4 separate regions of the Mus musculus genome follow, and all the other regions are linked to region 1. Evidence: chromatin contacts called from public Micro-C and promoter capture Hi-C data. All regions are on one chromosome and are shown on one strand. The core of a region is the stretch at or near the end of the contact, and the rest is flanking DNA. Distances in the headings are between cores, read along the strand shown. Region 1 holds the start of Hlf (hepatic leukemia factor). Region 2 overlaps Pctp (phosphatidylcholine transfer protein). Region 3 holds the start of Tom1l1 (target of myb1-like 1 (chicken)). Region 4 holds the start of Tmem100 (transmembrane protein 100).

Region 1 (2,700 bases), core at 102-2,601:
TTTCCTGAATTTTAGATTTCTCTTCTCTCCTTTCTTATCTCTCATTTTTTGGTAGTGGGGTGGGGGAGGGGCATCCCAGTAATATTTGCACCCCAGGAACCCAGTCTATGTTCACAAAAGCCTTTCTGCCTCATTGAAAAGCTTCTTGCAGACCCTTCCCCACAGGTCTGAGGAGACAGCTCACTGTGATATAGAACTAGCTAGACATGGGTAAGGCCATACATTCAACCATCAGTACTGCAAAAACCATCCCACATGCTCCTCCACGGGTCAGGGGGACTTAGTGCTGGATAGAAATGTGTAATTGGTGGGTGGGTGGGGGTGGAAAGTGGAAAGAGAAGCGTGGAGATGCGGTTCGTGTGTCTCAGTTCTCCTGGCTGGGGAGGCAGAATGCCTACATTCCAATCCATCCACTCCGCCAAGGTGTTCTCCCCCACACCCTCAGCAGCAAGGTCAAAAAACTGGCCTTTTCACAGCCTTCAAAAGGCCAGAGGGATGTGCTGCAGCCACAAACAAGATTCCCCTAATCTTTTAACAAAGAGTTTACAAATTTATTTTAATTAGTATTCAGACCTTCTAAGTTAGCCTAATTACAGCCATGCTGGGCCTTTTAAATACTCCTAACTTTCATTCCTTGTGTTTAAGTCTCTCCTGCTTTCCTTCCATTGCAAGCAAATGTCTGTCTTGTTAATTCCCTCGGACAGCGTGGGAGACAGTTCACTTCAGTCTGCAGCTCCTGTCTCCATTCTACGTTTTTGCACATTGTTTGGAATTCAGGAAAGTTGATATCTTAGGTCGGATATGCAGTGGGGCTAGAAGGAAAGTACTAAGCTCACCAGGAGCGAGGAGGAGAAATATCCAGAAGTCATTCGCTTCAAGTCTATCCAAATCTCCTAAACTTGTCCTGGGGAGCTTTAAAAAACATTGCTAGCCAGGACATCGCCCCGGGGGTTGGGGGTTCTAATTTAAGTCCGGAATGCCACTTGGCCATCTTTTAAAAATCATCTTCTTTTAAAATCACCAATTTATTTCCACATTGCAAACCACTGACACGAATTTCTCATTGTTCTGCTCTGGGGGGCGGGGGGGGGGAACGGAGGGGGAAGGGCTCGCGTGCAAAAGGAGTCAGGGTGAGAGTTAGCGCGCGTTATTCCCAGCGCAAGGCAGAGAGTGAAGCAGGAAATCTGGCACCTGTGCTTTTCGCAGCCCACCAACGCCGCAAGGGCCGGAAAAACAGCGCGTGCGGCGATGCTACACACGCAGCCCTGGGGGGGCGGGGTGGATGGGCGGGCCCGATTTGGGCCCCGCCCCTGCACGCCTATCGGCGCGCGGTGCGGGCCCTGACGTCACTCTTGTCAGGGCAGCGGCACATGGACTGCCTGATGCGCTGAGCCCGGCGCTGCGGGGCCGCGGAGCGCGGGGAGCAGCGGCCGCGGCGGGGAGGGGGGTGGGGCGGGACGGCACAGCCTCCGGTGCTCGCGCGAGGGGCCGGGGCCCGCGCTTTGCCTTCTGCTCATCTGCAGCCGTCTACGTTTTCAAAATTTCTCTCTTTCCTTTTTCCCCCCACCTCCTTGCAATTTTGAACATTTTGCAAGACTGAGTGTTGGAGGCAGGTGAGAAAGCATCCTGCACTGGGTCGGAGGAGTCCGCGGCGCTAGATGCGCCTTCCCTGGACTGTCGGCACTGAGAACACGAAAGTTTTTTTGTTTTTGTTTTTGTTTTTTTTTGATATTTGTATGCTGATGTATTTACAAAGACAGAAGTGATTTTTTTTTTTCTTCCTTGTCTGCACTGTTTTGAAAGCGAGTACTTTTGGTTGGCAAAGGACGGAGGAAACAAAGCTCATCAACATTTCGGGGCGGCGATTGGCCTTCTTTTTAAAAAGACAATTGAGTGCATCACGATGGAGAAAATGTCCCGACAGCTCCCCTTGAACCCCACCTTTATCCCGCCTCCCTACGGCGTGCTCAGGTCCCTGCTGGAGAACCCGCTGAAGCTCCCCCTTCATCCTGAAGACGGTGAGCGTTGCCTCGGCAGCTGGGCTCAGGGAAGGGACTACACTCCCAGGGACCCCCCTAGTCGGCTGGGAGGGCACCAGCATCTTTCTTCCCCTCGCCTTGCTTTAGTGAAATTGGGGGGCTTACTCCCTCTTTCTCCTCAATGCAAAGGGGATCCCTCCGGGGCAACATTTGAAATAGCGCTGGGAACCTGGCTCGCCTGCCTTTCTAGGTCTGTCCTCCTGCAGCGCAGGTGACAGGTGAACTTGACAGGTCAGGATCGCTGCTTTGAGTGACAGGGTGTGCGCTTCCCTGGGAGACTAGTGTCTCTGGGACTGGAGAGGAGAAAGGGCGGGAGGTGGCTGGTTGGAGCCTGGCAGAGAGGGGGGGGTCAAAGTAAATGGGGGTTCTCACTCGGCGGCAGCCTGAATATTCGGATCGTGTTAGTGTTTTGTGTTGTGAACTCACGCGGCATGAGCGGAGAGGCGCTTTCTCCCGCAGACCCGCAATTCACAAAGCGGGGTGGGGGTGGGGGGAGTGGTCTGTCGGCGGGAAGCGGTGCACGCCTCCAGCGCTGACACTTTCCCGGTGCTCTCTTCCCGGTGGGAGGGGAGAGCTGAGCAGGCTCACGTGTAACCGCGTGCAGGAGCCTCCTCTGGCTTGAGCCCTTTCTTGGTAAGTCTCAAACCTTCCCTAGGCAACC
Region 2 (2,713 bases), core at 100-2,599, 400 kb after region 1:
GGAAGATCTACGTGGTCCTGGCCCAGAGTATCTCGGCACCTCAGTTTCCCGAGAAGTCTGGGGTCATCCGAGTGAAACAGTACAAACAGAGCCTGGCGATCGAGAGTGACGGCAAGAAGGGGAGCAGAGGTAAAGCTTTCGGGGCAGGGCAGCAGCTAAGCCAGTGCCATTTGAGTAGGAGGCAGCTTAGGCAAAAGCTTATCCAGTGAATGTAACCATGGCCCGGGAACAAAGGAGACGTGAGGTGGCCATGTGGGAGTGTTTGGATCCACATCAGAGATTGGCTAGGCCTCAGTGTAGATGTTCCAGTCTGATGCGGTGCACTCTTCTGCTTGTTAACATTTATTTATTTTATTCTTACATGTTCATTAGTGTGTTTTGCCCACATGCGTTTCTTGCCTGATGTTTGTGGAGATCAGAAGACGGCATCATATCTCCTGGGACTAGAGTTACAGGTGGTTGTCAGCCACTACGTGGGTGCTGGGAATTGAACCAGGATCCTCCTTAAGAGCAATACAGGCTCTTAAAAGCTGAGGCAACTCTCCAGCCCCACCCACCACCCATTCATTCTTTGTTGTCCAAATGAAATCAGAACATTGAAACCCTTGAGTTTAGAAAGAGTTGCTTCCGGCTTACCCTGTAGCTATAGGGACCGAGCCTAGACAGGGCTAGGGGATTGGCAGGTGTGGATTGGAGGATCCAGCCCTTCACACACACAAGGCCAGAGACTTAAGAACATCGAGTTCCAGTCTCCAAGAAGGAAAACGGGGCAACCGCATCTGCCATACCGGCATGAATGTGGCCCACAAAATCCGAACCCTAAGTCTGCTGCTTGTTAGGTCTGTCTTCTCATTTTTCTGAGCTTTATTTCCTCGTGTATGCTAACCGTCAGTTCCTTGGGGCTGTTTGGATAACGATGATGTGCAAACGTCTAGCGTTCATCAGGTGTCTAAGAAAGCACAGCCAAGTGTTTCCCTGGCTGCATTTTCAACAGTACTCCTGTGTCAGTAGCCGCAAGGCAGGTCGGGGCATTTCACGTGCTCCTTCCTCTGCGCTGTCTGGGTCCCAGTCGGAAGACGGCTTTGCGGAGCTTTGTTATTGTATTTTTCTAGCCCCCGTGTCCCCCCCCCCACTCCTCCTGAATTGTCTTCTCTTCTCTTTTAGTTTTCATGTACTACTTTGATAACCCGGGTGGCCAAATTCCGTCCTGGCTCATTAACTGGGCAGCCAAGGTGAGATCCCAGGAGTTAGGCAGTGGGGAGTGTGCATTTGACAAATGTTGACTTAGCCTGTGGGTTGTCACAAGATGCATTGTCCCAGGGTAACGAGAGTCTTTTATGAAGAGCTCGGTTGAGTGACTTGGTGATTATTGGAGTGGCCAACACCCAGGATGGAGGCTGAGACATAGGACAAAGACTCTGTTAGCCAAGAATGTCAGCCCTTCCCTGCTGGTAGCCACGGACCCTCCATGATTACTCGCTGGAACTTCCAGACGTAAGGCTGCCCCTTACAGGGACTCCAGTGTTTTCAGTATCTGCTTATGAGACAGTCAGACCTTGCTTAGAGACAAGCAGACCCTCCCTGGCTCAGAGGAAACCTCTAGTTCGGTTGTCTTTGCTGTTTTTCAGTCTCTCGGGCCAAGTTACAGTGGTAGTGACTCAGATCACTATAGGCTGCCACTCCTAGGGTCCTGCATCACTGTGACAATTCAGCAGGCTTTGTGCAGGTCCTGTGGTGAACTCCAGTGGCTCATGGGAAAGTAAGAATGCCTATAGGTGTCAGAGGCAAACAGATGCAATTCTGAACCTGGGCTCTGTTACTGACTGTTTTCTGTTAGTCAGGGAAGTCCAACTTCCTTTTTTTTTTTTTTTTCAAAAACTGAAGATGAATAATGCCCCCTGCATGGAGATGAAGTCAGTGAAACAGCATTTTTGCAAAGTCATGCACAGTGCTTGACACTGTACAACATATCCCATCCCCTAACCACAAACACTATTTTTTTTAAAACAGTAAGACAAGCCCTTCCACTTCTTTAAGGAAGTATCCAGCAATCTAATTCCGACTCTTGATTTACTTTGTTCCAGTCTTTTGTTTTGTTTTAATTTTTTCTTTCCTTTTTAAAAAAATATTTTTAAGAAATTATATGCATATGTGGATGGGGATGTGTGCATATGTGTCTGGAGGGTCCAGTTGGCCCTGGAGCTGGAGTGACAGGTGGCTGTGAGCTATCTGACATAGGTGCTGGGACCTGACCTCAGATTCATCACAGGAAAAGCATGTGCTTTTAGGCTGAGCCCTAGTCCTAGCCTCCCTTCCTTTTTAATTAATAATAATTTCAAAAGGAGCTCTGTAGTTTTTATTAGCAGAAGTCAACTCGAAGGCCCTGTCTTTCAAGCCTTTCAAGTCTGTCTGCTCTGGGTCTTGCCTTCTGCCGTTTTCTGTGACAGCGTCATGTTGAAATTGGATCAGGGGCCCCATTGTCTTTGATTACCCCCCAAACCCATTGTTTTTCTCTGCCACACTCCAGAGAATGAAGGATACATAGAAACATAGTCTTTTCTTTTGCAGAATGGAGTTCCAAACTTTTTGAAGGACATGGTGAAAGCGTGTCAGAACTACCACAAGAAAACCTAAGGAGGGGACTGGGACTCCGTCATCCATGAAGGACATCTCTGGCTGTGCTACACCACCTGAGGCTCGCCCTTCCATTCAT
Region 3 (2,700 bases), core at 179-2,678, 300 kb before region 1:
ATACCATTACAGATGGTTGGGAGCCACCATGTGGTTGCTGGGAATTGAACTCAGGACCTTTGGAAGAGGAGTCAGTGCTCTTAACTGCTAAGCCATCTCTCCAGCCTTTGACTTTCTTCTTAATGTTGCCCCATCACACACGGCAATGAAGGCAAAATGATTTGCTAGGGACAGACAGAGATCAGGCTGCTGAGAGAGCCAAAAGAGGTTTTCAACATCAGCTGTAAAGACTACTTGACTGCCACAGTGGAGAGATCGCACCACATGAAACAGCTAGTGAGCCTGATAGGCATGTCCTATTTCAGGTAGGACTGACCTCATCATAAGAAACACCATCATAACAAAAATGCCGTATTTTACATTGTAGGATCCCGATGTTAACTCACTCATGGAGGAGGACAAACAGGGGGAGGTGGAGGAAGATTCCGGATCAATACAACAAATGATAGCCACTTGGAGCATAATGTAATTGGTTTTGACATCTATGCTAAAATATGGAAGACCAAAAACATGAGTCAGGCCAGGTCCTCCTGCTCTTTCTAGTCACCATTTCGGGGTGGGGGGAATAAACCCACTATTAATGTGAAGCTCAGTCCCAGTTAGCTACAGGAAGCAAAATCTACCAGCAGAGTAGCCCATCGTCTCAGGAGGCATCCTACAGATCAGAAGCATGGGTATCTGATGTTAGCCGTGCCGCGGAAAAGGAAAAAGAAATCTTGGTTCAAATAGAAACAGAGAGGTTTGGTTTCTTAATGTGGATTTACATACCAAACATATTTCCTGCCAGAGCCCCAGGAAAGGCCCCTCTCTCCTTTCACCATAAGGCTGGAAAGCAGGGTTCCTAGGAGATAGAGCTAGAAGCCAAAAGCTTGTGTGGTGGCGCCTCGTGGTCCCTCTTGGAAACGGGTGAAAAACAAAGCCCGGGCTCAAGGGAGGTCTTGGCTCTCCTAGACAGCCCATCCTCCTCCCAGTTCCGTAGATTTAAAGGGTAGGGCGCAAAAATCGGTTCAGGGACCTCCGGAGTGGTGATAGGCGAAGTCTCATTGTTCTGGAGGTGTGTGACTTGAGAGGTCTATGTCCTTGTCTGAATAAACCTTAGCAATAACCCTCGAGTCTGTGTTAGCAACTAATCCCACACTGTCTAGTCTCCAAAGAGAGGGGAGCGGTCTTCAGCCCTGCGGTGGAGATGTTGGAGCTGGACTCTGAGTTCGCAGGCCCGGGGTGCGGAGTCACATCACTCCACCCGGGCTCCCAGCCCACCTAGAGTCACGAGGTGCGGGAAGCGCCAGGAGCACGCGGCAGGTGCGCCAAGTCCCCCGGGTCCCCGCCCTGCTCGCTGCCTGGCGCCTCTCCGCGGCAGCCAAGCGCTGGAGCGGAGAGGAGGAGCCTCGGGCACGGAGCGGGTGGAGTCGGAGGGCGGTGGAGGCGGATTTCCTGGGAGGGCTCTCTGGAGCTACCATGGCGTTTGGGAAGAGTCACCGCGATCCTTACGCTACCTCTGTGGGTCACCTCATAGGTAAGGAGGCGCAGGGAGTAACATCCCGGCTGGCTTGGGGAACCGTGGGAGCTTTGCCGGTTCCACTCCATTCTCGATTGGAGGGTGGGGGGCGAGTTGGACCAAGTCGGAGGAAATGCTACCCTCCCCCGCAGCTTTCCCACGCCACCTGCGTGCCACCTGCGGCCACTTTCCACCTTTCTGAGTTTGGCTCACTCATACCAGAACCTCTCCGAAAAAAATGCAAAGTTCAAAATGCTGGGCGAGTGGAGCAAGCAGGTGGCCCGCAGCACAGCACTGCGTGGAGTATTGGGACCGCTGGGAGGAGAAAGTGGAAACTTCTTGACCCGGGGAAGGTTCTTCATAAAGTGCGTCGTCCACTCTCAGCACCTTATTGTTATACCCATTTTACAGACCAGAAAGAGAGATCTGAGACGCTAATTGACGTGATCTCACCCTGAGAGGCAGGTTTCTCCAAACCAATTTTCTCCAGCGCACAGCCCAAGCGATGTGAGCCGGCCTTTTGCTTAAAGAGGGAGATTGGGAGAGGGGCCGTCTGCAGTCACTGAGGCTCTTAGACCACGCATCACCCTCCAATCCAGCCAGCCTGGTCCTTCCTTATCCCTTGTGTTTGTGTTCTGAATTACAGAGGTGGATGCAGAAGTCACTGACTACATACAATTGGCTTTTTGCCACCTCAGCTCCCTTCTTTACCCTGCCCCCTCCCTTGGGGACAGGGTGTGGCACCAGGGTGTATTAATGACAGGCAAACTGTTGGGAACTTGGTGGGGTGATGAAATCCTATGAACCTGGTAGTTCTAAGACTCAGTCTCAGAAAGTTTAGATTGGAAGTAAGTTAAACTAACTGCTGCGGGGATGGGCCGCACCTTTGAACTTAAACCTGAGTTTCCACATCTTTACAATACTGCAAGAGAGCTGCCCTCTAGGAAAAGCACTGTAACTGCCCATCTCCTTGCTGAATAGTATGTCTTAGAACGAGTTCCGAGCAGAAATGGATCCTCGCTGAAGCTTCGCAGGCAAAAGGCACTTCGGCAATGTCCGATTATCCCTTAGTTTTGAAAACATTTAGAACTACTAGCTGGATGCCTTCGGGAAGGCATAGTCCCATCCCCCAGGGAACTTACCTGGTGATAAGGAGAATGGCCATATTCTGCAGCATCCACTGTTAAGATACCCTTATAATA
Region 4 (2,762 bases), core at 161-2,660, 360 kb after region 1:
CTAGTGACATCGCTGGATGGCGAGATTGGGCATATTTGGAACCAGGGTATTCAGAAGATGGTGACCTAGGGTCTAGGCTACATCAAATAGAAACCCTCAAAGAGAGCTGCTTCCCACTTGGGAACTCCTGCCTTTGGGGCAAGACCTCCCTGATTCCTAGCACAGGCCATTTACTGTATATTAAGCAAATCCCCAGTAGCAGCCAGGAAGTTCTGAACATCACCATATCCTAGTGGAAGATCATTTTCCCTTGCTTCCTAAGCCGAAGGTAAAGAAATGAACCTACAGGGGAGAGAGGCATCCTTTCCCATGGCGAGCCCCAGGATGAAACGGTAAGGAGAGACACTGAACAGAGCTGTGCCTCCAGGGTGCAAGGCCACAGGTTTGCTGCTACTTCTAACTTGGAAGCTTCGGCTTCTCATGGTTTCAGGTGTGGCGCTCCGCGCCACTGTCCCAGCACAGTGTAAAGGCATCTGTCTAGGTAAGAAGATGCCAGTCTCCAAAATTAGACAACTCCTGATTTGAACTGGTAAATTTAAAGAAATGGAAAGCTCAGAGATTAACCAGAAATTGTGCCAGGAAGAAAAGGGTAGAAGCACCAGGGCAACCGGGGGCACAAGCATCTTTAACCAACTTTATCTCTTAAGAAGAAATTCAAAAAGATTTTTCACAGCAAAACATGCAAAAACGCCTTTGAATGTCCAGTCTTCCGCCCACAGGGTGCCTAGCTGGTATTAAACACCCTGGGAAGCGACACCTGGCCCCACGTGCAAATTTTCATCACAATGCATCCAGTCTCTTTTTCTGCAAGCTCTTGGTGCAGAAAAGTGAGGAAATTTCCCTGGTTCTTTTTTTTTTTTTTTTTCCTTTGAGCGCAGGGCTTGGGAAGGCTCAAGTTTAGAAAACTTTCCTGAAGACTTCCGAGTGTATGAACCGTCCTCCCCGGGCGAACCCCGGCAAACAATCTACAAGCCTCTCCCAGATCTTTCAAAGAGCAAGGAAACCGAGCCTTACCTTTCTCAGCCAGAAGTGGACTGAGACAGCAGCAAGCGGCGGCCAACAGCGAGGCCGACAGTGGGATGCAAATCACCATGCTAGGGACCGTACACAAAGTACTCAGCAAGATTTACAGACCATTAAGGGACCGGAGACAATTTGGTGAAAGGAAATTCCTTACTCGCTGTTGTATTTTACTCTACGTTTTCCTTTTCTTTTCTATTTTTTTTTCCGTGCCCACACCATCCACTGTAATTACAGGAGTGAATCCATCATAACCCAATTATTTAAAAAGTCACTAAAAATCTCTCCTGTTTTCTTTCCCCCGTTTAAAATCCTTATGCAAGCATTCTTTTTTATGGTTTTCTCTAACCTAGTCTTCGATATCACTCTTTTGTAGTGTGAAGCTGCAGAAAAGAACTCCTTTTCGGTCTTCTACATTAGCGGTGGAGGAGTAAGGGTAGGGGTGGGTGGAGAGATGGGTGTGGGAGGAGGGGTGGGGATGGGTAAAGGCAAGCCATTGGAGAATTCCGGAAAGGAGAGTGGGATCCTCTGCAGATTTGTCACCATGAGGTTTAAGTGATAAGAAGAGTAATAGATAGCGGCGCACTGATGGCACACGCCTTTAATCTCAGCACTTGGAAGGCAGAGGCAGGCAGACTTCTGAGTTCGAGGCCAGCCTGAAGAAGAGCGATAGATGATAAGAGATAAGGCTGTATGTAGTGCCTGGGTGGCCTGTCGCCATGAAGTCAAGCAAGCTGGTTCGCCAATGAGTGTTCCTTATGTGAAGATGCCAGATTGCATGGGGTTGCTAACACACTGGACTGCCACATCTCAGAAGAACTGAGGCCACCAAGAACATCACAAACAACGCTGTGAGGAGATTTACTACGTCAGAGAGAATTCCCCCTTACTTAAAAAGCATCTCCTCTTCCTTAGCAATAAGGAGCCGTTGCTTAGGGGGAGGGAGGGTCCGCAGTGGAAGGAAGCAAGAAGGATGGCCAGTTCCAGGACAAACAGGTCACTGGTGCAGGTCCCATCTGTGGGAGCCTGCCGGGGGCGTTTCCACTCTGCCATTGAAGTGCGCTGGCGGTTTCTCTTTGGGGAGCACACTTGTGCTTTGCATTTGGGGAAGAACTGCCCTCACGTGTGTTTGATTATTCTCCCTCCCTCCCACTTTCGTTTTTGCTTTTGCTTGGTGTGGTCGAGCTGGCTAGTTTCCAGCATCCCGGAAGATGCCAGTTCCTCAGGCTCCTCTCTGTCCAATCACCACATGAAGATCTCTGTCATCACAAAGGCCCGTTGAGTTCAGTGAAATTCGGGAAGCTGGCCAGCTTTTCTCCTAGCTAACTCTTTTTTTTTTTTAAAGGGTGTGTCAACAATTTTACTCTGAAATCAGGGGCATTTTGGAAAGTGATCTGTGTTTTTGTGTGCTTTGGGGATAACAACTCTTGTTATTTCCCCTCCCAAATATGCTCTAGGCAGTTTTCTTTTAAGTAGAAAGATCTAACAGTAGTAAGAGGAAGAAGAAAAAAATGTGTTTTAGATACAAACATGTCTTTACTATTTGTTGGTCAAGTTCCAGGCACAGGAATCTCCTAAGATCCACATGTGGAGAGAAAGAACAGCTTGGACCTCTTAGTTGCCTGTCCTGGCTTCTGGTGGCTAGCACTTTGTTCGGCCTTAACTCTAGAACCAACTCCCCCATTCGGAGTGGACCTACCCAGTCCACCGAATGAAGAGGAACGGAGCACGTGAATGTTCAT

The links. Promoter capture Hi-C pulls out the DNA fragments that hold promoters and counts their contacts. Hi-C and Micro-C count contacts between places; a contact is called where the count stands out from the background.
Region 2: a contact with region 1 is called in a promoter capture Hi-C map of the HPC-7 cell line. The contact joins the enhancer-like site here to the promoter of Hlf in region 1. A contact is called at or near these places in 10 of 39 promoter capture datasets (the 3T3-L1 cell line, the HPC-7 cell line, embryonic stem cells and 5 more), 3 of 484 Hi-C or Micro-C datasets (cortical neurons and liver), 3 of 115 datasets of contacts at active chromatin or transcription factors (embryonic forebrain, hepatocytes and kidney) and 3 of 9 other capture datasets (adipose tissue, liver and pancreatic islet).
Region 3: a contact with region 1 is called in a Micro-C map of embryonic stem cells, with 3 times the contacts expected there. The contact joins the promoter of Tom1l1 here to the promoter of Hlf in region 1. A contact is called at or near these places in 4 of 39 promoter capture datasets (the HPC-7 cell line, liver and stem cell-derived epiblast-like cells), 1 of 484 Hi-C or Micro-C datasets (embryonic stem cells) and 2 of 9 other capture datasets (liver and pancreatic islet).
Region 4: a contact with region 1 is called in a promoter capture Hi-C map of embryonic stem cells. The contact joins the promoter of Tmem100 here to the promoter of Hlf in region 1. A contact is called at or near these places in 6 of 39 promoter capture datasets (the HPC-7 cell line, cranial neural crest, embryonic stem cells and 2 more) and 2 of 9 other capture datasets (adipose tissue and pancreatic islet).

What each region holds. Positions count from the first base shown.
Region 1 is chr11:90,389,568-90,392,267 of GRCm38.p6, reverse strand. It overlaps Hlf (hepatic leukemia factor), which reads left to right and starts at 1,351. Exons shown (of 4, transcript NM_172563.3): 1 at 1,351-2,018. The coding sequence starts at 1,904.
Region 2 is chr11:89,984,612-89,987,324 of GRCm38.p6, reverse strand. It overlaps Pctp (phosphatidylcholine transfer protein), which reads left to right. Exons shown (of 6, transcript NM_008796.3): 4 at 1-129; 5 at 1,165-1,232; 6 at 2,569-2,713. The coding sequence ends at 2,634. Among named protein-coding and RNA genes, the nearest start is that of Pctp, 17 kb to the left of the region's middle. Within about 2 kb of position 1,349, at least 71 of the 459 cell types and tissues checked have an H3K27ac peak or open chromatin away from gene starts, as enhancers often do. A contact at or near this core is called in the HPC-7 cell line and pre-B cells, where this site is marked.
Region 3 is chr11:90,686,329-90,689,028 of GRCm38.p6, reverse strand. It overlaps Tom1l1 (target of myb1-like 1 (chicken)), which reads left to right and starts at 1,428. Exons shown (of 16, transcript NM_001357543.1): 1 at 1,428-1,516. The coding sequence starts at 1,459.
Region 4 is chr11:90,028,996-90,031,757 of GRCm38.p6, reverse strand. It overlaps Tmem100 (transmembrane protein 100), which reads right to left and starts at 1,410. Exons shown (of 3, transcript NM_026433.2): 1 at 1,015-1,410.